Linked DNA regions of Sus scrofa: regions 1, 2 and 4 are each linked to region 3. A link is a contact called in public HiChIP or PLAC-seq and promoter capture Hi-C data. All regions are on one chromosome and are shown on one strand. The core of a region is the stretch at or near the end of the contact, and the rest is flanking DNA. Distances in the headings are between cores, read along the strand shown. Region 1 holds the start of GGH (gamma-glutamyl hydrolase). Region 2 holds the start of YTHDF3 (YTH domain-containing family protein 3). Region 3 holds the start of ASPH (aspartyl/asparaginyl beta-hydroxylase). Region 4 holds the start of TTPA (alpha-tocopherol transfer protein).

The links. Promoter capture Hi-C pulls out the DNA fragments that hold promoters and counts their contacts. HiChIP or PLAC-seq counts read pairs in DNA pulled down with a chosen protein or histone mark.
Region 1: an H3K27ac HiChIP or PLAC-seq map of alveolar macrophages shows a contact between it and region 3. The contact joins the promoter of GGH here to the promoter of ASPH in region 3. A contact is called at or near these places in 1 of 5 promoter capture datasets (fetal skeletal muscle) and 2 of 2 datasets of contacts at active chromatin or transcription factors (alveolar macrophages and skeletal muscle).
Region 2: a contact with region 3 is called in an H3K27ac HiChIP or PLAC-seq map of alveolar macrophages. The contact joins the promoter of YTHDF3 here to the promoter of ASPH in region 3. A contact is called at or near these places in 2 of 5 promoter capture datasets (fetal liver and liver) and 1 of 2 datasets of contacts at active chromatin or transcription factors (alveolar macrophages).
Region 4: a contact with region 3 is called in a promoter capture Hi-C map of fetal skeletal muscle, with 4 times the contacts expected there. The contact joins the promoter of TTPA here to the promoter of ASPH in region 3. A contact is called at or near these places in 2 of 5 promoter capture datasets (fetal skeletal muscle and liver) and 1 of 2 datasets of contacts at active chromatin or transcription factors (alveolar macrophages).

The regions. Positions count from the first base shown.
Region 1 is chr4:70,992,843-70,999,624 of Sscrofa11.1, forward strand. GGH (gamma-glutamyl hydrolase) reads left to right here and starts at 3,888. Exons shown (of 9, transcript XM_001926703.4): 1 at 3,888-4,143. The coding sequence starts at 4,035.
Region 2 is chr4:70,924,348-70,930,686 of Sscrofa11.1, forward strand. It overlaps YTHDF3 (YTH domain-containing family protein 3), which reads right to left and starts at 4,492. Exons shown (of 5, transcript XM_021089306.1): 1 at 4,112-4,492; 2 at 3,597-3,621. The coding sequence starts at 4,135.
Region 3 is chr4:71,897,891-71,904,488 of Sscrofa11.1, forward strand. It overlaps ASPH (aspartyl/asparaginyl beta-hydroxylase), which reads left to right and starts at 5,001. Exons shown (of 24, transcript XM_021089332.1): 1 at 5,001-5,786. The coding sequence starts at 5,669. It overlaps LOC102158507 (a long non-coding RNA gene), which reads right to left and starts at 6,106. Exons shown (of 3, transcript XR_002343299.1): 1 at 6,035-6,106; 2 at 4,532-4,793; 3 at 1,363-3,850.
Region 4 is chr4:70,957,792-70,965,170 of Sscrofa11.1, forward strand. TTPA (alpha-tocopherol transfer protein) reads left to right here and starts at 2,789. Exons shown (of 5, transcript XM_021089311.1): 1 at 2,789-3,343. The coding sequence starts at 3,293. It also overlaps LOC106510071.

The DNA of each region.
Region 1 (6,782 bases), core at 2,638-5,137, 910 kb before region 3:
CAACCTACACCACAGCTCATGGCAATGCCGGATCGTTAACCCACTGAGCAAGGGCAGGGACCGAACCCACAACCTCGTGGTTCCTAGTCAGATTCGTTAACCACTGCACCACGACGGGAACTCCTTAAAATTATTTTAAAAGTCACATAGCTGATAGCTGATTAAGCTTTTATTCTGACTTTTAGGCATTTAACAATCATTAGCATTGAGGAAGCTTGGTGTCAGCTATCTATGAATAGCATTCTAGAGAATCACCATTGTGCTTCTGCAGAGCCCTTGCCTATCTGCAGCAACCTGGTGTGCCTAGGTTTGCACCTCGGTTCTCCCTGCTAATGCATATCCTGCTAAGGACCCCTCATAAACCCCTTGGGGTCATGAGGCTCACCATGAGGCTCACTTTCCTCTTATCCTTTAGAGGACATATCATGCTGTGCAAACTGCGAGCCTATCTACACAAGTTCAGCATGCCTATACCAATGCATTATGTCCTTATTCCGCTGACCACATGAAAAACATGCCTTTAGGTCTTTGTTCTTAAGCGTAAGTCATTTACAGCACTGCGACTGTTTTTCAAGCAGGAATATGGGGTAAAGTAAGGCAGGACAAGACAGAGGTTTCAGCATAGAAAATAAAAGCAAAGAGGCTAAGAAAATATTGTAGAAACAGGTCTCCTGACAATCCACTCCTCTGCTGATGGACATTTATGTTGCTTCCATGTTTTGGCTATTGTATATGGTGCTTCGATGAATATTGGGGTACACAAATCTTTTCATAGTTTTCTCCAGATACATGCTCAGGAGTGGGGCTGTTGGATCATACGGTAAACCTTGCATCTTCTACTCCCAGCATCCAAAGTTTTATGGCAGTGGAGGAAGCTTGCTGGAGTTTGCTACCTATTAATTTTCTGGTAGTTTAATGTTTGTAGTATCCTCCATCTCGCAGTATTGCTAAAGATATGGATCATGTGTAACTTTGTTTGCACTCCTTGTACATCTCTTTGTTTTCATTTTTGGCCGGGCCTGCAGCATGTGGAAGTTCCCTGGCTGGGGAATGAAACCTCACCATAGCAACAACCCAAGTTGCAGCAGTGACAATGCCAGGTCCTCAACGCACTGAGCCAATGAGGAACTTTCATCTCAGGGTTTATTTTAAGATGTGTGGACAGATTCTGGTTCAGGAAGTTAACATAATACTCCAGACCCCAGCATAACTCATCTGCTTTCTCTTAATAATAGAAATTTATTTCTGTGATTTTCATGAATCCTAATTATCTATTAATTATATAGTTTATTGATGATGATTTATGCTGCACTTAATATTTCACTGTTACAGAAAATGGTAAAAAGACCATACTTGTATATATTTATTTTTTCACACAGTCAAGCATTTCTCTAGGGTACATACCTAAGTCTAAAAAGTGCCATGTTACAGAATATGTGCATCTTCACCTCTACCAGATAGTGCCTAATTGCTCTCAAAAACAGTTGTGATAGTTTACAATTCTACCACCAGTGTTATGATAATTCTTTCTTCCTAAGTTTTTTTCTTTGGTCTTTTTAGGGCTGAATCCACTGTATATGGAGGTTCCCAGGCTAGGGGTCAAATCAGAGCTGACACCGCTGGCCTGTGCCATAGCCACAACAATGCCAGATCTGAGCTTTGTCTGTGACCTCCATCACAGCTCATGGAAACACCAGATCCTTAATGCACTGAGCAAGGCCAGAGATGGAATCTGCGTCCTCATGGATACTCACCAGATTTGTTTCTGCTGAGCCACGACGGGAATTCCCTAAGAATTTTTGACTTACAAAGTTTACATTTTTGTCATTCTGATGGATGTGACATATTATTTTGTCTTAATCTGCATTTCCCTAATGACTAGCGAAGCTTTGTCTTTTCAGATTCATTCCCTATTTTCCTATTTGGTTATTGTCATTCCTTGTTTTCTTTTTCTTTTTCTTTTTTTTTTGGCAGCACCGGTGGCATGCAGAAGTTCCCAGGCCAGGGCTCCAACCTGTACCACAGCAGTGATCCAAGCTACAGTCGTGACAACGCCAGATCTTTAACCTGCTGCGCCACAGAACTTCTTGCCTTCATTGTTGACTTCAATTCTTTGTATATGCTAGAAAGGAACACATTTGAAATTCTAGATTTTGAAAATCTACCTTACAAATTTGTGCCTTACCTTTAATTTATTTAAAGTTTTATATAGATGTTTTAAAATTATATCATTAACTCTACCAGTTTTCCCACTAACATCTTTTTTTTTTTTTTTTTTTTTTTTTTGGCCTTTTTTAGGGCTGGAACTTTGGCATATGGAAGTCCAGACTAGGGGTTGAATCAGAGCTACAGCTACCGGCCAATGCCACAGCCACAGCAACCCTGGATCCCAGCCTCATCTGCAACCTATACCCACAGCTCAGGAAACTCTGTATCTTTAACCCACTGAGTGAGGCCAGGGGTCAAATCCACATCCTCATGGATACTAGTGGGATTTGTAACCCACTGAACCACAACAGCAACTCCCTAACATGTCTATTTTTAATGTCTTATGAAACCCTTCAGACCACCAAAGTGATGAATATACACCCCTATATTTTATTATAAAAGTATATTAATCTTGCCTTTCACATTTACATCTTCCCTGGATTTTTTTTTTCCGCGTATAATGGCAAGCAATACTTTGAATATTTTCCTTTGTGGTCAATTGCTCCAGCACCACAAATTCATATTTACAAGGGCTCCTTATCTGTTCAACTGTTCAAAACCAGCTAAGTAGGACTTTTCACAATATTTTAACCACACCTATCGAGCTTCTCTCTCACCACACCCTTCTACAGTTAGCAGTATTTTCCTGCTAAACCAGACTACACATTGCATTCACTCTTTCCAAAAAATGCTACAAGTTCTCTTAACAAATCATATTTTTTCCTTATTAAATTGTAAATATCTTAGGAAAAAAATCGCTGTCCAATTCCTCTTTGTATCCTCAACATTTAGCATTGAGAGCTGATTTTCAAACACTCTACAACTTTCTTCTGTATTTGACCCCTATAGGTGGGAACTCCCACCTACTATAAGCCTTATCTATACAGTTAGGTTTTCACGCAGAAAGAAATGCCTTGTCTTTCATCTACTTGCTCACCAAAATATGCCTAGTATTTCTAAACTCTTAACATTTTAAACAGAAACTTCAAAAAACTTCCAGTGGGTAGGAACCAAAGTCATCCTTTCTGCCCTGATCGTGGGCCAGTCTGTGCTTGGAGTCAACAGTCTGGCCAAGTGAGGAGGCATCGTCTGCGGGAGTGGCCTGGCCTTGATGTCAGTAGTCGGCCCCTCCTTGACCCATTTCTGAGGTGAGGTGATGCTCCTGGGACCTGTTCCCAGCCATTGTCCTTCCTTCCTTTTCGTTTCGTCCAGATGCTTGAAACATCTGCAAACAAACGGCAGGATGTGGAAATTACCTCCCAAGTCGCCGTTCATCCTTACATCGCACGCTTGGGTGTCAAATCCGGCCACCATCACTCATGCCTAAAGACGTTTTTAGGCAGGAGCTACAGATGGCGCAAGGTTCTCAGGCGACTTCTAGAACCTCTCGCCAGCCTCCCTCGTTGCCTGGTTACCAATTAGGTCGGGCCGAGGCCCAGCGGTTCCCCTTCCACCGCCTGGGGCTGGGGGCCCCACTTAGTGACTCAGTCTCACGTCGGGGTAAGAGCTGAAAAGGCACATTTGAGACCGCGGCGAGCGCCCCGTGTCCAACCACCATATCCTACAGACTCTGCAGGCACCGCCCGGCGGGCGCAGGGTCGCGGGGGCTGCGTGAGCTATGGGGTGGGCGCGACCCGGCGATCCTGGCGCCGCCCGCCTCCGCCCCGCGGCCGCTGCACGCACGCGCCGGGCCGGCCTTTCCCATAGGTCCGCGCGGCGGCGCACCACCCCCGCCTGACGCCCCGGAGCGGCCGGGAGGCCACGGCTGCGGCGCTCGGCGGCCCGCCCGCAGTGCCTTTGAAAGGCGGCGGGAGTCAGCGAGCGCGATGGCGAGCCTAGGCCTCCTGCTGAGCGTGCTGGGCCTGGTCTTGTGCGGGGCCACGAGCCTCAGGCTGTCTGCTCTTGGCGCCAGCACCTCCAAGAAGCCCATCATAGGTAAGGCGGCGGCCGGAGCCAGGGAGGTCGGGGCGGGGTGGGGGCGGCGCTGGGCGCTTCCAGTTGCTGCGCTCCGGCAGGTGCGTCCCATCTGGGAAACATCCGTGTTCAGGGTTAGACTGTGCGCCGTCCTGTATAGCCCCAGAACCAAGACATCATTTGGGTCTTGCTGAAATACAGCTAATTAAAGCCGCATTGATTTCCTCAAACATGTGGCTCTTAAATTTGGAAGGGAGAAGGATGCGCTGTGAAGATCCTGTGGATTGTTTTCTTCTTTGTGCCTCGCCAGGGATTTCTACTAATTAAACAGATTCTGTACATGCATTATGTTTATTTAAATTTCACTGGTTGAGGGCGTATTTCAAGAAACAAAGCATTATAAAAATCGAATTGACTAAATAATCAAGCAATTATGATATACCTTGGTCTTTGTTATCTTCAGCAGCGGAGGGCAGCAGTGGTTAGTGTGATCCTAGTCAGTTCTATTCGGTGTTAAAGTGAAGCATGTCTATTTTCAACAGGTGTTTTTTATAGGCGGTAGAATGGTAGTTATCAGGGCCTGGGGAAGGGGAAAACGGCGAGCTGTTGTTTAATGGGTACAGAGTTTCTGTTGGGAAAGATGAGAACGTTCGGGAAGTGGATGGTGGTGATGGTTGCACAACTATATGAATGTATTTAATGCCACTGCTTGGGTAAAAGGGTAAATTTAATGTCATGTATATTTTACCCGATTAAAAAGCCCCACAATGTTAACCCCCCCAAAAAACAAAAACAAAAAACAAATGTTTTTGAAAGATAGTAAACTCAATTTGCCTTTCTCCCAAGGGAAATCAGCCCGAACTTAAAATTTGTCAAAAATAATTTGTGCAGACAATTAAGATTGGTTTAATTTTAGCTGTGGTATTATGCCTTTCATACTGTTCCTTCCCTCCCCACGAAGATAGACAGTATATTCTGTAACTAAATAGGAATTAGATGAGCAGTTTTTCATGTATATTGGTAGTGCCCAATTTTCTTTTTTTTCAGTTGTCTTTTTAGGATCACACCTGAGGCATATGGAAGTTCCCAGGCTAGGGGTTGAATCAGAGCTATAGCTGCTGGCCTACACCACAGCCACAGCAACGTGGGATCCAAGCTTCGCAGCTCACAGCAACACCACTTCTTAACCCACTGAGCAAGGCCAGGAATCAACGATCCTGCGTCCTCATGGATGCTAGTCAGATTCGTTTCCACTGAGCCATGATATGTATCAATACTTGGAACTTGGAATGCCTTATTTTATAAGCTATTTAAAATAGTATCTAGAGTCTCCAAGGGGAAGTTAACTCAAAATATAATCCTATGTAGTGTGCTGGAGATTGTGAGTGCGGGGGGAGGGGGCTGAAGAGGGGTAACTTTTCCCTTTGCTAGAGGCAGTGGTTTTTAGGAAGCAAGTCCAGAACAAGTGAGTAAACTTTTGGTTTACCCTAATCAGTTGAGACAAAAAGAGCTAACTGAATGCCTTTGTGCAGAGCATTGAGTTAGGAGTGCAAAGGATTCACAGACAAGCCACAGAAGTCTTGAGGTAGCCTTAAAGTAGTGGGTGGAGTTGGGTCGCATTTCGAGGGGCAGGGCATACAGCCTGAGCTCTGGTCCCAGGATGGGATAAGTGAGTACGTGTGGGAAGGGGGCAATGCGAAGTTGAGGGAACTCCCCTACTCTCCTGTACCTTTTTCCTTCCTGGTACCTTGCGTCCACACGTCCCAGGCCAACTCTCCCTTGTGGCATCTCATCCTTGCCTCCTCTGTAACCACCCCATTTCCTGTGACACTCCCTAATATTTCCCCTGCCAAAGTGCATTTTCCTCAATAAAGGCGATCTTACCTCTCCATGAAGAGAAAAGCAATCTTACTGAGCAAAGTTTGGCATTTGGCATGTGTTAATTTAGTGCCTGATAGATGCCAGTTATTGTGAGCAACTGGGAATGCAGGTGACTGATGTCAGGTGGCCCTGAGAGATACCGAAAGGGTCCCAAATGGAGAACTAGTGAGTGATACAGGCAGGGGGGCGCTCCCAAGACACGCATGTGTTGCTGCGTACTGGATGCCAGTACTGTGCTGGGGTTGAGATTTTGGTGGTAAGAGGCAGACCAGAAGGTCGGGGGTGGAGGGTGGGGAAAGGAGGGGCTCCAGGGTCTGTAGAGTTTGTAAAGTTTAGGGACCCTCTGAAGTGCTCAGAGAGTGCCCCCTGCTGCTTTGTTCCCTTTCTCCATTCTCCCTTCCTGCTGCTTCCTCCCTGGCTCACCTGGGACGGTGAGAAAAGTGGGACAGGTGCAGACCTACTCAGGGTCTTTGCACATGTCCTTCCCCCACTCTGGAACCTTCTTTCTGTAAATACTGCCTCTGGCTTGCTCCACCACCTCTCTGAAGTCCTGCCTCAGCTGCCATGTTCTGCCTTCTCCGGGGGACTTGCCCGCCACCACGTTTAAGAGATTTCTTCTCCCCTGTACACCCCCCTCTCTCCTTCCCCAAACACACCCCTTCTTCCTCTGCTTACTTTTTCTCCTTAGCACTTTGCCAACCAGCACTAAACCACACTGCTGTTTAACCTTTCCATCTTGTTTTTGGTGTGTCCTCTCTCCTCTCCCTTCCACACACTAG
Region 2 (6,339 bases), core at 3,242-5,741, 970 kb before region 3:
TCAAATTAGAATCTGAATAAGAAGCTAGCCCTAGAGTTTCAGAAGCATACCTTTCTTAAAGAAATTCAACTGTCTTAAAGACTGTAGGTTTTGAACATTACTTAATCTAATGTCTTGGACACTGAAAGCCATTAAATAGTAATGAAATCCAAGCCAGTTCCATAGTCTGTACAAGTTCTTCAGGGAAAAAAGAACAGATGACTTACATGATTCTTCGCCTGTTTCCTCTGCTCTATGAAGCAGAGTCAAATCAAGATAGAACATGGGCCTTAGGAGCCAGGTGATTCTTTGCTCTGGTCCTGACTACATCAAGTTAGGAAAGTCAACAGATCTGTGCATCATGTTTTCCCACCTACAAAAACAGCGACAATACCATATACCCTCTATCTCCTTATAGGAATGTTTTGAGGATTAATAAAATGAAGCCTACAATAACAGTAAAGTGCTTTGCAATCATTTCCAGAGGTGGGGTGGGGGTAGGGTAGGGAGAGGATACAAAAGATATTGCCAAAATACAAGGCATTTTCCACTCTTCTGAAACACTAAAAGATAGCCAATTTCAGCCTAATTCTTTTAAACTGCAGTACCAAACACTGAATATGTCCCTCGGTTGGGAGGGGCGGGGAGGAGAAGAGGGAAAACATAAATTCCTTTCCATATATTTGCCTATTTATTAACTTAAGGGATAGGAGGAAGCAGGTAGCAATACCTGAGGCTACTAGGAGTGTGGGATCTGCCACTTTTATCTGTGGTGACTGCAGGGCAAAGAATGGTACACTTTTATCCCAGCAAGCAAAAATCATTTATTGTTAATAAATAAAAGTGATGTAAAGTCAGTTTTCAATTATAGGCCAATAGGTACAAAATTATCCTTAAATTTCTATACCATCCTATAGTACTATCCTGGCCAAGAATTATAAAAAGTCTAATATTTAACATAGGGACAATGTTATTAATTAAAGAGAATCCAAACCTATAAACTAGCAAACCTAGAAGTATTATTTATACACAAAATCATTTTTTTGTCTCAAAAAGAGAATGATACAGAATTCCTCTTAAAATTAAGCTTCTGTAGTGCATTTAAGGATATACAGAAAAACAGTCAGTAGAAAATCAAAAACACTGAAATGTGGTGTTAGGCTAAGGCTGTCAAGTGAAGACTATTGAGAAAAGAAACAGAGTCCCAGAAATCATATTAAGTCAACTGAAAAGGATTATGCTTTCAAAACTTTGATAACTCCAGAGGGACATGTAGTTTCCCTAAGTCTGATTAGTTCTGAATTCAAGTTCAATACTCATATTCTTAGAATACTAGGGCTGTAGTTCAAGAAATATAGCTTTGCTTTCTGCTTCATAAGAGTAAACAGAATAATTATAAAATAATTTTACTAGCTTGAAAACCAAGTCAGCTAAGGTAGGGTAGTTTTTGCTAAACAAACAGATAGCTACTTGTTATCAGTTCACTGGAGGTGCTGCCTTCTCCTTGTATTCTCCCTGCAGAGGCATAAAAATACAAGTAATGCATATGCATATTTGTGAACTTGCACTATCCACCAATTTAAAGCAACTTAAATGATTACCTATATTTTCAGGCCAGGAGAGTTTTTACCTCCTGCCAGGTCTTAGGCAACAGTCCTCCCGCATCTTAACAACAGATGAAGAGAGGCAGCAAATATAATGGCTAGTAGAGCAGTGGACTACTGTTAATTACAAAATTCACAGAACAGAAAACAGGATTTATGGCCAGAATGATTACTTTTACTTTATAAAGAGAGGGGAAATTCTGACCTAAAGGTACAAAGTGTTCAAGCTCACTTGGGAAGTCAGTAGTTATAGAACACAGGTCTCGCAGGGATCCTAGTCCATCCTTCTATTCAAGGATGAAATTATGAACTGAATAGTATGGGAGTAAAGAGAATTTCTTGGAATAAACGATTATCCAAATAAATACTTTGTCTGAATACATCTAAGAGAGGTGGTACTGATGGATTAAAAAACTTTAATAGCCAAAAAATATTCATAGTCAACATGCGACATTATTATGCATAGAAAATTTACATCTTTATCAAAAATGTCATGAGGACATACCTACTGAAATGACTATCATATATCAATCTTATAATAATATAGTAATGCCTTACAACAGATGTTTTTATTTTGTCAAACAAGTACTTCATAGAACTTGCATACTTACCTTAAAGCAGGTAACACAAAACACTTAGCATTTCAAATAGCCTTGCAAAGTGCCACCTCCCCACAGATCTAGGATAAAATAATTTATGCTAGGCAATAATGACCACAGATTTTACGTATGTCCAAGTCTATCTATACACTTCCTAATGGGCAGACTAGCAAAAAAGAAACTAATGGATCATTCTTCTTAAATTTACAAATAAACTTTTAAAAACTCTCTTAAAATAAATCAACAACATCAAATTTAAATTTATGCTAACACAGGAAATAATTCTAAAATTAAAATTAAACCCTAAAAGTTAAAGTTTCTATGTCCATATACATCTTTAACCAAAGCAATGAATTTGTTACCTAATACAGTGCCATCTATCTAGCATGTAAAAATTCTCAAGATTGTACAACTCAAAGAAAATTAACTGAGCTGTGTATACAGAACTCATTCCTTTCAAACTTGCAAAAGCTAATAAAACCCCTAAGAATATAAAGAACACCAATAAAGACATTGAACTTTATCTAAAAAACTACTGTAAGTCCCATTTTGTAGATAATATTGTGCTACAGAAATAAAAAACAGGAAGCATAATCCTATTTAGTCTAATTTCTAGCCCTAATACAAAATGTAATCAATATATAATTCACTGTAATGTTCGTTAATTGGCACTGTTCCAAGAAAACAGTTACTGTTCTATACTTACTAATGTCACATGATTAATGTCAGTTCCAGTCAGCTGACTGTATTGTTCCATACTAATAAGTACAAAATACTCATTTTTTTTTTAAATGCTTGACTTTCAATAGTACTTGTCTTCTAAATAAAGAGTAAATCATAGAATCCTGGCAGGGACCTCACAAATTATTTCCTTCCCAGTCCTTTCTAAAATACCGTATTGACTGGTCAAACCTTGCAGGTCTACAGGGCAAGATAACATGCCTCTTCAATTTTAATCTCTAACTGGTTACTGCCTCAATGTGACTGACTTCAATAGAACCAGCGATTAACAGTACAATTTTTCACTAATGCCACATAGTCTAGTATGCGGGCTGCATGTTACAGTGTAACCCAGATGTGTTGAAGAAAATGTCCACTGATCTACAAACATTTGCAGAATTTTGGCAGAAGTTACATAATACAAACTGTAAAAATGAAGAAATACCACTACATGCATAACAATACTTTCTTAAGTGAAATACAACTAATAAAACTGTTTCTGGTATCACTCTGGTTTCTATAAAAGTGGCTTCCAAGAAAGGAGCTACCAAACTTTCGGAGAGCATTTGGCTGCCTTAGCCTACGTTGGGGAGGAAGAGGGGAAGGAGCAAAAACAAACAAAAAGCCCTTCACGTAGTTTAAAAGTACCATTAAACCAACGATGAGAAATAAGATAAAATATATCTGAACTCACCTTTATTTCCTTGCCCTTTAGGTCTCTGTGTAGCAAGATGAAAGGTGTGGTAATGAGAAGGGGGGGAAAAAAGGAAGAGAGGGAAAATGTGTTAATCAAAGACGTTATCAGAGTCAGTTATTTTAAACAATCCGCGTAGGAGTAAAACCCACCACATCCTCCATAGCCACCCATTTCCCAACCATCCCGGTCGTTAAACCTCCTACCCGCCTCTCAGAATCCGTCTCCCAGAGCTCGCCTGGTCTCAGCCCCGCGTCTGCCGCCCTCAGGACGCGTCCTAAGGCCCCGGAAAGCGGTTCTGCCCCCACCCAGCGCGGCCCCGCGGCCGCCCGCCTGGGCCGCAGGCTCCGGGGCCAGGGCGCACGCCCCGGCCCGGGCGGCGGGACCGCAGCAACTTGCGCCCGGGCACCGTTAGGGGCCGGCAGCGGCGGCGACGGGGAGGAGCCGAAGCCCCACGCGAGGGTGGAGCTCCGGGGCTCGGGCCTTCGCCGAGCCTGCGGCCTCTGCTCCCTCACCTGATCCACGCTAGTGGCTGACATTCTTCACCGCAACCCGAGAGCTGCTGCTGCTACCGCCGCCGCCGCCGCCGCCTGGGCCTCTCCCCGTGCACTCACAGCAGTTGGCTGCCGCCCTCGGCCGAGTGACCCTTCCAGCCGCCGCCGCCGCTGGCGCTCGCTGAGAAGCCAGAAAGAGGGCCTCGCGCTCGGGAGTCGGTGGAAGGGGCCCGTCTCTTCCGCCTGCACGCTCCTCTTCCCCCTCGCTCTCCGCTTCTCGGGTCCACAATGGCGGACAGGCTCCCTAGTCTCACTTCCGCTCCGAGCCTCCCTGACCTTCCGCTCTCCACTCTGACGTCCGCGCTCACCTCGCTCTTCCTCCCCCACCCTCCCGCCACCAACCTTGGCTCCGCCTCCCCATCGCCACGTCATTGGCGCCGGCCCCGCGCGCTGGTGTGCAAGCGCCGCGGAGGGAGCGCGTCGGGGCAGCGGAGAGCGCCCACCTCCAGCGGTTCTGCCGGACCTTTCTTCTGCACGGCTCGCAGGCTGCAGGCGCCCCGTCGACCGGCGGCCTCGGGCACCCGGGCACGCTCCGGAGTCCGTCCTTTTGAAGTAGGACGTGGGCCTGGGCTGTCGAGCCGGCGGCGGAGTCAACGTTGGCCGCTCAAAACGCTGCAGCCTCAGGCGCAGCCGCCCAGGTGAGCGAACATAAGTGGCCGGGCCTGCACCGCAGCCTCCCGAGGCCTCCCAAAGCCGCGTGGGCGGCGGCATGAGTCAGCCGCCCTAGGGACAGCTGCCGGGCGGACCGCTAGCCTACCTGGGCAGCGAAAGTGGCTAGGGTTAGAGCCCTGGGCATCGACACTTAAAAGCACCTTGGAGGTTCGCCGGCAAGTGTTCGTTCTCTCCATACTCCAGGAGCAGGAGAGGGGATAACTGACAATTCATCGGTAACCTCGAAGTCAGACTTGGTCCTCCCCTGATGCTGACTTTAATGAAAGAATAAAGTTACCTTTGGAAAGGTAAGCAAAGTTGCAGGCCGTTTTTCAGTCCTAGAAAGGAGAGACGTTTAAAATTTAAGTAGAAACGGGAAAGTTATTTTTCTGCAACTGGCAAAACTGAAGGAACCGATTTGGAACATTTTGAACTTTTTGTTGAAGTGACATCAGAAAGTGTAAAATTGCTAAGTTATAGGATTTTGTATTTAACAATGCAACAGTATTTTAGCAGCACTGAATAATAAAAGTGAATCGTGTCCACTGTTTCAAGAGGCATTTCTTTTTCAGGCCTGCTCATTTTCCCAGGCTCTCCCATTTTGCCACACATCCCAGGGCCTCTGCCTGAGTCTTAGCTAAGGCTGACAGCTTTTGCAATTTCCCAGAACTCCCCCACCCCCCTTCAGCTGTTGCACTTGATCTCTTTCGTCTGCCCATCCTCCACTCGGAACAGACCTTTTTTTTCCTCTTTGGCCCCCTTGTGACATATGGAGTTCCTAGGCCAGGGATCAGGTCTCAGCCACAGTTTTGACCACAGCTGTGGCAGTGCCAGACCCTTAGCCCACTGGGCTGGGCCAGGATTCAAACCTACGTCCCAGCCCTCCCAAGATGATGCTAATCCCTTTATGCCACACGGGAACTCCCAGATCTTTTTAGTTTGAGAGTTGGCTGCTATAATACATGTATGAGTAGGAAGATTGGGGGCATAGAGGAAGACTCTTATGAAATCTTACAGGTCTTGTCTTTGGTACTCAATTATCTTAGTTAAAAAGCATGGCTCTGGAATCCAATCCAATCTAATTTGCTGCAGTAGTTGTGTAACTTTGGGAAGTCACTGAACCTTTTTAAGCCTTAGTTTTCTCATGACTAAAGTAAGATCATATATGTACAATTCCTGGCAAAGTGTAAGCTTTCAACAGAAGTGGCCATACAAAGCCAATTTCTGGTTCCTTTGCTGAATGATTTCCAGAATGGTAGTAGAAGCCTACATTTAGTCATCATATGTCAGGTACTGTAAAAATCATTAAAATCCTCAGAGCATGATACTGTGTTAAGTGCTGTTACCAAAACTGACAGTGAAGTTAAGAAAAGTGCCCAAAACAACACAACCAATTCCTGACAGTCAGGTTTTGAACACAGGCAGGTTGGCTCCAGAGCTTGTACTATAGCCATGTACCTAATGACATGATAGTCTGGTGAGTTTTAGTTCTTTCATACCTGCCTCCCAGCAAACTCCTTCCATGTTATCCTTCCTAC
Region 3 (6,598 bases), core at 3,751-6,250:
AGGGGTCAAATCAGAGCTACAGCTGTCAGCCTATACCACAGCCACAGCAATGTGGGATTCGAGCCACATCTGCGACCTACACCACAGCTCACGGCAATGCCGGATCCTTAACCCACTGAGTGAGGCCAAGAATCGAACCTACAACCTCATGATTCCTAGTCAGAATCGTTTCAGCTGCACCATGATGGGAACTCCTATGCTTGCTTTTAAATTTCTCACTTCAGCTTATTCACGGCTGCCCACAGCATGTGATGGAAGAATGCTAAATGGGCAACCCCTACCTGTCATTAAGAAAACAATGAACACTTTGGGTTGCATGCTGCTTAAAAAGATTTATCCTTTTTTCCAAAAGGCGTTGATCTTACTATCTTTCTTTTGCATTACTATAAAAAACAAGCCCTTCCTGCAGCTTCCCAGTGTTTTAAGAGATAGCCATTTCATTCCCAAGCGTGGAGGGCTCACCAAGAACACTTCAGCTTGAGAGGTATGGTAGGGTTTGGGGCTAAACCAAGACGGCTACAGGTGAGGAGTCCTGGTCTAGGTGACCAAAGCATTTTCTAGGCAGACAACGAGCAAGTGCAAAGAGCCTGAGATACAAACGTTTATGTAATATCTGCTCTGTGCTCCATACTGCCCGGGTCATCAGGAAGACAGAGCTGAGGATGCCATAGTTCTCAGCCCAGTGCGTAGCCTATGTGTAGTTTCCCAAATATTGTTTGTGACTTTATTTTTCCATAAGCCTAAGCACTTTATCAAGCTGCTCACATTTGATATCAGTTTTCTCAAATTGGAGAAAGAGAATTTTAAAACACCTCTTAGGGTACCCCCCCATCTTTAAGGGATAAAATCCCCTATAAGACAATAGAGAGGGGGGTTCTTCTCCCCCCTCCCAGCTTTCCTGGGAGCTGTCTGCTTTCCTGTAATAAAGACTTTGCTTGGGAAAAACAAACAAACAAAACAAAACACATCTCTTGGGATATGTCCCTATGGTCAAAACATTTGCACTTAGGTTTTTAAGCAATTTCTTCACTAAGGATGTCTTTCGGTAGTTGCATTTGTCCACTCTTTTGTGTTGGAGCTGGAAGACCTAAGTACAAGATGGATGCCATTAAGAAGCGGAGAAAAAAAGAAGTAGAGAAAATGGAATCATACAATTTCTCAGACAGCCTCTTGGAAATGACTTTCACTCTCTTACTAGATTACTGTGTTCTCTGGTGTGGGAGGAGTAGCTTCTAGAATATCTAGAGTATTGGTGTCTCTGTTTCTAACTCAAAGCAATTTGCCAGCAGAGAAATGAGCTCATCAAGTGATGAAGTCAGCATTGCAGCAATTCCATGAAGAGTTAAAACATATTCAGGAGTACAGTGTATAGCCACAATATAACACTAAACAACCATTTTTGAAAGTAATGAATCTCATATACTTCTTAAAGTAAAAGAAATATTATAGAATTTCAGATATATGGGCAGTGGTCTTTAGGTTAATAAAATCTCATTGCAATGATATAAAGAGGCACACCCTGTTTTCCATGTTAGCAAGTTTTTTGGCAAAGTCGCTAATACTTTGTTTTTTGGTACAGGCTTGGTAATGTTTATCATGTGCTTATGAAATTGCAGAATAGAGTCAAGTCAGAATGACAACAGTATAAAAAGGGCTGAGCTAATACTAATTTTATATAGGGTATGTATGATTTCTAATCAACCATCAAGAATTTAAGCTAATAGATTCAAGCTGCATATTGCAGTAACATGATTTATTATAAGGCACACATCTGCTTTATGTACTTAGATCTGACGAAATTGGAGGAAGCTAGAAACTAGTTTTAGGGTATTTTTATTTGGATAAGGGACCTGTATTCACCCAAAGAGAATGGTTTTCATAAAAGACATAGAAATTAGTATCTTAATTATAGGCACCCCCACACACACACCCCTATTAGATCCATTAGATTCTTAAGGCAAATATAATTTAACTAAAATTATCTTGCAAATAAATTAAATCTTTGTGATTCCTCCACGTTTCTTTCTTGATTTCGCTAATACTTTCCAGACTCCTAAATCACATTAATATTTCCTTTCATATACCATGGAATTGCCACGGCCATAATCAATAGTTATTCTCTAATTATTCGACTTTTCTCCATGCTTAAGTTGCTCTAAGCATTAAGTTTGAGATGTAGGAAAAATCCATTAATTCCATGAGCTCCCTAGACCAGGAAATTTGAAACTTAGCAATAGCTATTATTAAAATGCTATTTATTAAGAAGAGAATTTGGCGCTAAGGACCACCAATCCTGATAGAAAATGCAAAGAACTGAAATGAGTTTTTTAAAAAAACTCTATAGGTTTCTTAGCTAGTATGTTCTCAGATTATTTTTCCCATATCAGAACACAGTCTTTCCAATTCTAATCTATTTTTGACTAGATTTAAAATTACTTCTTATATAAATTCATTCCATGTATTTACAATGTAAATACTAGCCAGGCTTACTTTTTTCTGTAGGAATACAAAGTCAAGCTGTTTGATGAAAGTGACAGTTTGTTTGCTTGTTGAAATATAACTCATATGGGAATTGCTTTGAGAACACTCTGAGTACAGAATGCCTTAAAAAAAATGTTCTTGTATTTGCCAACACGGGCTGCACTGCAACAAATTCTACCAAAATGTAAAATGAAAACACACAGCTGAATCACCATGATGAATTGAAATTCACTTTTTCCACTATGGCAGAATTTGCCATGATAAATAAAGACAAGGAAATACTCATTTTTAGTTTGAAATAATAAAATTTTACATGAGGCAGCCTACATACAAATGAGAGCCACTTTCTAGGAAGCAGATAAAAATGCAACTTTAAAGCAATATTCTAAGAGGTATATGTAAGTCCAGAAATACTTAATTTGGACAGCGTTTAACTGGAGGTTGTGAAAGGTCAATACAAGAGGAAAAAAAAAAAAAAACCCATTTAGGACAAATCTTGCCCTTAAATTCTCACTTGCAAATCCCAGTGGTGAAGCCAATGGAAAGTTTATGGAAATATCTGAAAGGCACATTTGGCCTAGTTCAAAAGCTCTATTAAATTAGTATTTTAGTACATTGTCCTAGATAAAGTCTTGCCTTTACAGTCCTTTTAACATTGCTGCAACCAGGGTTCATTCATAGCTTACTCAGAAATCATAGAAATGAGGGTAGGCTAACAAGGTATCTTTGACCTTTTGTTTAATTTCAAAAGTAGCTTAGCTCCCTAACCTCCTCCATCCCAATGTTGAGAAAAGGACCTATGTGAAGAAATTCATGGATCCAAGAAACTTGCTTTGTGCTTTTTTTAAAAATGCTCATAAGGAGGGAAGTATAAACAGATGTAAAAATGTATAATACTAGTACTTAGCTAGAGGGAATTTAGTCCTTTAAACTGCATGTAGCTGATAGTACCTAATGTCATGAATATTGTTATAAGTTTTATTTTATAATACTGAATGTATAAATGTCATTGTAGCTGCTTCCTTGCCTTAGAAGGAGGAAGTCAGGAAACCTCTAACTTCCTGTGATCTGCATTTACAAAGCCTCTATTTTTGCCCTGATACTGCCTAAGATACTCAGTTATGTACCTTGTCAATGTTACCAGATTTGGTTTTTTTGGGAATGCAGGGGCAAAACATCACTTTATCACACTGTGGAGTCAGCTATCAAAGAAACTTGATTTCCTTAAAGAGGTGAACCTTGCTAAGTAACCACCATCAGGTGTTTTCAGACTTACCTTTGCAGGTAGTACCAAGGGGGCTTCCGGGGGACCTCTGCTCAGAGAAGGAGGAGCCGGTGAGACAGTCTCTGCTCAAGACCAAGCCTTGTCCTGGAAGGAGAATTTGAACCATAGACTCTGGAGCCAGATGGACCAAGTTCATATCCCTGCTCCATTACTTACCAGCTCTGTGACCTGACTTTTATTTAACCTCTCTGGGCCTGAGTTACCTCAGCCCTAAAAAATGGACACAACCACAGGGTTTTGACAGAATTCAAGAGTTCAAATATTACTGTTTTGTCAGTTTAGTTCTCATTATTGTTTTTTATTAAATTTTGTTACTTAGATTAATTTCTTAGTCCAGATCTTCTATGCTTCCCCCACTACTCCCCCTATTGAAATAACGGTAAGGGGACCTGGGATGGGAGAAAATGAAGGGAGAATGAGATACTGTAAGATAAAAATGGAAAGAGCTGCTTCAGTAAAAACTCTGTGAACTTCCCTGCCCCTGCTCTGTCTTGATAACTATCTAACATTATTTCACAAAAAGGAGAGAAAGGCAGTTTCCTCCTTATGCAATGTGACCCTCGGTGGGCTTCTGTGAATCAGAAGAGGCTGGTGGGGCCAGGGACCTGCCAATGGGGGTGGCAGGGCTGGAGAAGAGGAATAAAAGCAGGTATCACTTTGCAACGGTGTGGGTTCTCAGCCCTTTTGAGACACTCCCAGGAGGTGCTCTGAAACATGGTCAAGAACTGGGGGAAGTAAGAAGTTACCAGAAAACTATCAACTCACCAAACATGTTTGGCTTCTCTGTTACACACCAGGCATTGTACAGGCAATTGGTGACACAAAGGTGATGATGATCAGTCTTTGACCTCAAGTCTCCGTCTGGCTCATCCCAGGGACCCAGATGTTTTTAAGACCACGTGTGGAATTCAGGGGGACTTGGAGACCCAGGCAATCTGAGACTGCACGGGGGAACCACAGCTGGAGACACCAAGGCAAGAGGAACGTAGACATCAGGCCCGTGGAGAGACTTCAGGTAGAGAGTGCCCTGCAGGGCAAGAAAATGAACTTTTTGCTTTACATTTGCATTTGTACCTCTTAACTAAGGCTGTCTGAAAATATTGAAGGCACAAACGAAATGAAGTCCTGCTTTAAAATCGAATGAATCAACTACGTATGGCTTAAGCATTAAATACTCCTCGCATCACCATTTCGGAAATGTCTTAATATTAATACTGACAAGAAACACATTTTTTTTTTTTTTCACAAGAAGGGGGATCGCATCCCTTGGTATCCGTGCGTATAGGGAAGTGGGACGTGAACAGGATTCCCACTGAAAGGCCTAGAGGCGGTGGGCTCCGTCCAGACGTTGCACACGTGTTGCCGGCCCCGCCTCTGCGCCCCGCCCCATCCCAATGGTACAGAGTCCGCCAACGCTCGCGAGAGCCCTCTCGCCTTCCACGTTTGCCACGTTCCAAAGGACCAGGACAGACTGGAAAGCCGAAAGCGGCTTGCGCTCACAGGCTGCCGAGTCGCGCTAGAACAGCTCTAAGTCCGCAGGGGGCGGGGAAGCGCTATACGGTTCTGCCCCCGTCATAGGAGCCTTTATGATTGGCTGCTTGGCTCGTCACTCTGCCTTCCGCTGGTGGCGAGGGGGCGGAGTTCAGCCGGGAAGGGGCGTGGCCTCAAGCTGGAGCGGGGCGCGCTCTCGCGCGGGGAGGGTAGACACTGGTTCGGCGCGCGCGAGAGCCGGGCGCGCGCAGGAGGCACGCGGGCGAAAGTCCTCAGAGGCGCTGCGGGCGGTGCTGAGACACCCACGCCGCTGCAGAAGCCGCGGCCCGCACCCGCTGTAGCGCCAGCAGCCGTCAGCGCCCCCCGCGCCCTGAGGGAGCCCCCCACCCCTCGCCTGCTCCAGCGGTGCGCATGATGGCCCCGCGCAAGAATGCCAAGGGAGGCGGCGGCGGCAACAGCAGCAGCAGCAGCTCCAGCAGCCCGAGCAGCTGCACCAGCGGCGGCAGCAGCAGCCCCGGGGCCCGGAGAGGTCAGAGGCGCTCCGGGGCCGGGGGCCGGGGCCGGCCCTGGGGATGGGGCCCGGGCGGCGGCACTGCGGATCCATCTCCCCAGATGCTGCCGTGCGTCTTCTCCATCCTCCGTGTCGTTCCTCGTGTGGGCGCGGGGCGGAGGCCGCGCTGGGTGGGCCTGGCGGGCTGGTTCGAGGGGCCAGGCCCAGTGGGGTGCGCGGCCTCGGGTTGGTCGGGTCGGGTAGCCCCTTCCTAGCTGATGTCCTACCTGCAGTGCGCAGCCGAGATAGAGATTATATTGATCTCCTCTTTCTTGGCTTGTCGTGGAATTGATGATGGGAATAGGAGAAACAATTTGCCTTTGCTCTGCATATTTTTGGGAGTTTGGAAATGGGCCAAAGTCAGAGAAAATAAGTTCGTGCCAAACCAGCAGCTTTCTGGACAATTCAAAGGAGAATGTTCTATGAGGGCTGCAGGGGTGTGTCGGGGGATGGGGAGGGAATGGTTTGAATGTTCTTAAACATTGGCTTAAATATTTTTGCCTTTATGTCGCTTTCTTAACGTGCGTTGTAGTTGCTTTTAGAGAGTCATAGAATACCATGGAATACTGGGCGACCTTTTCTATTTTTTCCTTTTGTCCTCCCTTCTTAAAAAAAGTCTGTTGGATATTCACCTTTCTCCTCCATGTGCAGACCCAGCAAAGAGAGAGGACAGATGTTTTAAATGTTTCATCTCGTATTTCAGTGGTTCTTGGTTTCTTATATACTTCCTTTGACTCATATTTAGGATGTTGAAACTGTAGTACACATATGTATTGAGTGTGAGCTGTAAA
Region 4 (7,379 bases), core at 1,539-4,038, 940 kb before region 3:
GAAATGATCACAACCTTGTCAATCAACTATCCTTCAATAAAACTTAAAACAAAAAAAAACACTTTCAAAAATTATAAATCAAGTTTCTCAAGTGAAGTAGGATAAAATTGTGCTTCAGGGGAAAACAATGCGTTGTATGGACTCTAGGACACTCCCTCTAGATTATCTGATTGTGATTCTATCTGGCCATTTCACAACACTGTAAACTGTGGATTGGTGAGGCAGTGAAAATTCTCTTTTAAAAGCATGCAAATTCTGCCCTACCTGGTAGAGTGTCAGTTGGCCTCTTTCCCTCCCAGTAGAAGAGGTTAGTTGTGTCTCCCTGTGCACATTCCTTTTTCAACAGCCTTGACTCCCTGTCAATGGGTGCTGTCTTGATTCCTCCTTTGAGCCTCATAACATCTGCCTGGTTCCATGCTATCAAGTTAAATCAAATCTTTAGCACAAATTCATTTTTATATCTATAAGAGAGTCATCATTATATGCTTTTTTCAAAGTTGTCTCTTAACAGTGATCATCAATAGTATTTATGGCTTTCCTGTTAAGCTGCAAGTAAACCAGTTTACTTACGAATTATTACATGTAAATGAACAATTGTTTTTTTGTTTGTTTGTTTTCGTCTTTTGTCTTTTGTGTTTTTAGGGCCGCACCAGCAGCATATGGAGATTCCCATGCTAGGGGTCAAATCGGAGCTGTAGCTGCCGGCCTACACCATAGCCACAGCAACACAGGATCCTCAACCCACTGATCGAGGCCAGGGATCGAACCCACAACCTCATGGTTCCCAGTTGGATTCATTTCTGCTCTACCATGATGGGAACTCCAATGAACAACTGTTAAATAATTTCAGAGTATACTGTAAGCTAGTTGTACAATTATGAACTTTTTCTTCTGTTTTTGTCTTTATGTCCTCGTGCCACTAGTTCTAGAACCCCTCTGGAATCTTTGTACCAGAGGCCTGGTACAAAGAGGCAGGTGAGCTCACAAGAGTAACAGAGGAGCTAAGCAAAACCAAAAACACTTCAAAACAAAAAGCAAATAACATCACCAGAGAACTTGGGCCAAGAATTCTAAAATTTCTGTATCAATCTAAGATATGTTGTTGAAAGACACGAGGATGGCCTGCATTATTTAGCAAAAAATAATCAAGTTCTCGTGTGGGAGTCTAGGCCACCACTTCTCCATGACTTTTTCTTTCTCTTTCCCTTTTTCTTCAATGGCGATAACTGCAGACACTGGAACTGCTTCACATTTTGGCTACAGCTATCCCTCCTCTGTCATGGCTACCAAGAGGAGCCATATCTCACAGCCATCTGGGCTCCATGCTGGTTCCATTTTCACCAAGTTTAATGGCAATCGATCCAAATCAACCAGTAAACATTCTTTTGGGTTTATAAGAGTTTTACCAGTGCAGACCCAGCCAAATTGGACCACACCCCACAGAGCTCACTTCCAAAAAAGGATGCTATAGCTATGATATTGTTATGTCCAGAGCTCCAGGGAACTTTCTGCCCAATTTCAAAACAGCAGATGCTGGAGTTCCCTTGTGGCCAGTTAAGGATCTGACGTTGTTATTGCAGTGGCTCAGGTCACTGTTTTGGTGTGGGTTCAATCCCTGGCCTGGGAGCTTCCACATGCCATAGGCATAGGTAAAAAAAAAAAAAAAGCCAAACCAAAATAGCAGATGCTAATTACCAAGAACAAGTAGAAGAATGTCCTGAAAAAACTTGAAACTTGAAACAGAAGAAAATATGCTATGTATACTCTTTCTTGTTAATTTACTTTTAAACACTTTAAACTACTGGAGAAGACTGGCTCCTCTTGTGTTATTTTATTATTCAGAGCTCCAAGTAAGGCTTTGCACAGTCTACCCACCCCATGCCTCTTTTTTCTTTTTAGGCCTGCACCTGCAGCATATGGAAGTTCCTAGGGTGAATCAGAGCTGCAGCCGCTGCCTAGGCCACAGCCACAGCAACACAGGAAGTGAGCCTCATCTGTGACCTACACCACACCTTGAAACAACCCCAGATCCTTAACCCACTGAGCAAGGTCAGGGATCAAACCCACATCCTCATGGTTACTAGTCAGGATCATTGCCACTGAGCCACAACAGGACCTCCCAGTCTACCCTTTGACTAATTACTTTCTTCCCAAACTCTCCTCTTGCCCTCCTCTTGCTTTCCCAAAGCATTCACTAAGGCTGAGCAAACGTCCCCTGCTGCTCCTGGATCTGCTGAGCAGAGTCAGGAAGCCTTCCTCAGTGTTCCCTAAAGCCTTCCTTTGTACCTCTTTCATAACAGCCTCCATGTTGAATTGTTAACCTTGACTCCAACAGCTTTCCATCTCACTCCAAGTAAAAATCAAAGCCTGGAATCTCTCTCCTTCATTGACAATAGCTTACCCGCTGGGGACCCGATATCCCTGGGCTGGCCTCCTCTCCTCCTGTGGGAACTGATTCAAGTGTCACTCTAGGTGCTACCCTCCTTTACCGCTCTATGTTTCCCCATATCACTTATCACCACCTCTCCCACACTGGTCTATTGCTTATTTATTTTGTTCCTTATCTCTCTTGCTACAAGAGTAAAAGCTCCTTAAGTCAAGGGATTTTGTCTGTTTTATTTTCAGGTGGATCCTTGGTACCTGGAAAAAGGTCTGGACACAGAAGCTGCTCAATAACTATTCTTTTCATGAATGAAATGGCAGTCTCTCTCATCTTCCACTAAGCTGCTGCTGCTGCTTTTTTTTTGGCCTGGCCCATGGCATGTGGAAGTTCCCAGGCCAGGTATTGAACCCTCGCCACAGGTGTAACCAGAGCCACAACAAGGGAGAATCCTTAAGCCACTGAGCCACCAGGGTACTTCCCAGTGAGCTTCTTAGAGGCAAAGATTTGGTTTTGTTTGTGTGATCCTAGTATTTAACTATTACATAATATATATTCAATAAGAATTTGTCTCATGGATTCCCCCTTGGGGAGACAGGTCAATTCTGGGATCACTGCCATGGGCAGAGATCAAAGAAAGACCGATTTAATGACCTGATTTCCACATCATTTCCCTGCTTCATCCTCACTACCCGGGATTGCTTAGATGAGGTCGTATAAGGACTTTGGACTATCCGTTGAGGGACTAGACATGATGGTGGGGCATAACAGAGGAAGTATATAGTTTTTTTTTTTTTTAATTGTGGCACTTGCTAGTCATTTATTTGTATGTCACTAGCAGAGAAAAGTACCAAGAAATGAGAAGATTTTGCCTGGATTGGAAGGAAGCGGGAGGACAGGGAGTCAGTGAAGATGCCATTTGGGAATGTGTATTTTCAAAACCACTGCCCTAATCGGTTTGAGGTGAGGAGTCAGATTGAAGCCTTAATGGAAGGGGCTCAGTAGCGAGTTGGCCACTGTGCCATGAACTGGTTATTCTAAGGTGCCTTCCCGATTCAGGAGAAGGAAGGAAAGGAGGGAGGGAGGAAAGAAGCAAGGGAGGGGAGAAAAGAAAAGCAAGGAAGGAAGGAAGGGGAGAAAGGAGATGATGGAAAATCGTATTTTAAAAAAATGTATATAAAAGAAGGAAGAGAGGAAGAAAGGAAGGGGCGAGAGGGAGGGAAAGAAGTTAAGAGAAAGTAAAAAAGTTCTCTAGCAGACTACTCTCCAATCACAGCGCAGGCAAACAAACTTGCTGACGTCTTCCCCTTGGCTTTGAACAGCGGTGGGAAAGGCCCAGGGTGCCTACCTGGAGCCTGCGGGACGCGGAGCGCGGTGGGGCCACCACGTGTCTCCCTCTGCGGAGGTCCCGGCACAGCCCGGCGGGCAGGGCGAGCGGCCGGCGAAGGAGGGGTGGCCGGCCGGCCGCGCTTTTCCCGGCGCGGAGGCAGCGGTGTGGGTAGGGCGGCGGGCATGGCGGAGGCGCCGGGGCCGGCGGGGGCGCAGCTCAGCCTGCTGCCCGACCACTCGCCGCTGCTGCAGCCCAGCCTGGCAGAGCTGCGGCGCCGGGCCCGGGCGCCGGGCTCTCCGCTGCTCCCAGGGCCGCTCAGCGACGCCTTCCTGCTGCGGTTCCTGCGCGCCCGGGACTTCGACCTGGACCTGGCCTGGCGGGTAAGGGGACCTCCCCGCCGCGCCCCACCCGGGGGACGGGCTGAGGGACCGCGGCTGGGCCTGGACCCCCGCCGATGCCCCGGTTGGCGCCTGGACCTTGGCGGGGACGCGCGCAGAGCACATCAGGCGGCGCCCGCGGGTGTCCTGCAAAGTCTTCCGCGCTGGTCCTTTTCGTTTCTCCGGGTCGTGGAAACGGGAAACCTCGAAAAAAATTGGAACCCTGTGAGATGAGGGCCAGTTTGACCTCAAACACTGGAATTCTGCCCCCGATGAGCCTCTAGCACTTAGAAAGTTTTGAGGAAATGCCTTCCTCTCCGTGGCAGAGCAGGTGAGGTACACGAAAGTGACAGCGGAGATGTGGGAAGCCTAGATTTATTCCATGTTAGCAGGTAACTCCACGTGAGGTGCGGGAAATGAAATTGCCAGTAAAGGAGAAAATCTAAAGCCAAATTCTAGCAAAAGAGTGTTATTAATAGTAATGCTTGTGCCAAGACAGTAAAGTGGTTCAGTGTATTTTGAATGGAAGGATGGGGATGAGGCTGTTCTTTTGTGTTTCCAGGTATGTTAACAGCGGGTTGAGAGCAGGGTGATGGGAACACAGGAATCAGAAAGAGGGATGTGACCTTGAGACCTTGAGTTCTGTCACTTTGGGCTCAGCATCCTCATCTGGTAAATAACCGTGAAAACGTCTCTCGCAATGACCGGTTTCCAGGACTGAACATTAACCAATTTAACAGAACAAGATGTACCCAGCACACAGCCTGGTGCGTAGTAAGTGCTCAGAAGTTGAACCCGATCTAACCTTTCTGCCAGTGGTTCGTTCAGTGTCACACAGTGAGCTGGTAGGCACAGGAAGTATTATAGTCCAGAGTGCCAGCTGTCTCAGTATGAGGATCTTTGTTGTTGAAAGGAATAAAAAAAATTTTATTTTATTTTATTTTTTATTTATTTTTTTTTTTTTGTCTTTTGTTGTTGTTGTTGTTGCTATTTCTTGGGCCGCTCCCGCGGCATATGGAGGTTCCCAGGCTAGGGGTTGAATCGGAGCTGTAGCCACCAGCCTACGCCAGAGCCACAGCAACGCGGGATCCGAGCCGCGTCTGCAACCTACACCACAGCTCACGGCAAGGCCGGATCGTTAACCCACTGAGCAAGGGCAGGAACCAAACCCGCAACCTCATGGTTCCTAGTCAGATTCGTTAACCACTGCGCCACGACGGGAACTCCTTATTTTTTCTTTTATTTTTTTTGGCCGTGCCTGTGGCATGCGGGAGTTCCCTGGGCCAGGGATGGAACCCAGGCCACAGCAGTGACCATGCCAAATCCTTAACCTCTAGGCCACCAGGGAACTCCTGTCAATAACTAATTTTTAATTGAAAAAGTAAATAAGTACAGAGGTTAAAAAAATAATACATAAATAGTAAAAAAAAAAAAAAATGCAAAATAAGTTACTAAAAGTAACTTTCTCGAGGAAAAAATTCCTAACCCCAGATCTCAGTTTGCCAACTGTCTACCCAGTCACTATTAACCTGCCTCTTACCTTTTGCAGATGTAATATACAGTCACACAAGCATATGTATGTGTATTACATTTGACTTTTTTTACCTAATTTATCATAGATCAACCTATTTCAGCAGGTGTATTATTCTTTAGTGGGCTGTGTACTACTCCATTGTCTCAATTTATTATATTAAAATTTATTAACCAGCCCCCTGTATTGGACATAAGAATTGTCATCAGACACTGGCAATGCTGCTGTGTAGGCTGTTTATTTCTTCATTTAATGTTTATTTTTTGAATTCCTACAATTTGCTTGGCAGTTCACAAAATACAGTAACCAAGACAAACTGAGTATTCTAGTATGTCTCTGTCATTGTATAAAAATAGGAAAATCCTTGTAAGTTCAACTTCCTAATTGTTGAATGAAGTGTGATGTGCATTTTCAGTGTTGATGATAAAAATACCAACTGTCTTCTAAAGTGTTTGGACTTAGTTTTCACTTCTATATTATGTAATGGTGCCTTCCGCATATTATCACCCACACTGTATTATAAAACATTATGATGTGTGTGTCAACCAGGTGAGGAATGTGTTGTTATTATTATTATATGCATTTTTTTAACCTACAAGTGAAATTAATTGTCTTTCATGTCTTTAACATTTATTTATTATTATTTTTTTAGCCATGCCCATGGTATATGGAAGTTCCTGGGTCAGGGATTGAACCCATGCCACAGCAGTGACCTGCACCAACAATGCTGGATCCTTAACCCACTGTACCGCAAGGGAGCTCCTCTTTAACATTTTATTTATTTATTTATTTATTTTTGCCGTGCCTGCTGCATGTGGAAGTTCCAGGACCAGTGATCGAACCAGAGCCACAGCAGTGAACTGAGCCATAGCAGTGACACCAGATCCTTAACCTGCTGCACCACCAGGGAACTCCCCCTCTTTAACATTTTAAAATTCCTTTCTAAAAATAAATAAATAAATAAATAAATAATTCCTCTCTAGTTAACTGCTTGTTTTGCTTTTTATTTTCTTCCACTTTGTTTACATAAACTATACAAAAATTTTATTCATCAAATATCTTTATGTATTAAAGAAGATAGGATGTGGTCTTAGTTTATTATTTGCCTTTTGACATTATTAATAAATACTCTTTTCTTTCTGTGCAAAATTTTAAAGTTTTTATGTAATCAAATGTATTGATTTGATTATTCTGATTGCTTCTGTGTTTCCAAAGCTCTTCTGCAAAATTGTTTCTAGTAATTTGTGACTTCTCTTTTTTATGTTGGAGTTGTAGATCTATGTTGGCTTTGACATGAGGAATGAAATAGGAGCCTACTTTTTAATTAATTAATTTACTTGGTTATATTTTATTAGATGGCTACCCAGATATCCCAGTATTTACTCAGTAGCTACTAGCTGTGAAAACACCATGTCAGGTCCAATGAAGAGTGCAGTTCAGGTAGGGCATTAAACATTATAGGTGTGGGGTAACTAAGAAAAGTGTATGATTTACAGATTTCATTTTGGTTGCCCTCTTAAAGTAATGTCTCAGTAGAAGACAAAATTTGCTTCCAGCCCCTGTGTTATATATATATTTTTTCCCGTGTTATTTATTTTCCTGAATTGTTTTCATTGCACCATGTCCTTGAGGAATTGGCTAGGAGAACTGGACCCAAATCCCCTGGATAGGAATCAAGTTTCTGTGAACTCTTTGCCCTATTTTCCTGCCAACGGGAAAGAAAAGAGAGGGATTAGAGTATGAAACTATTTTTTTCATTTT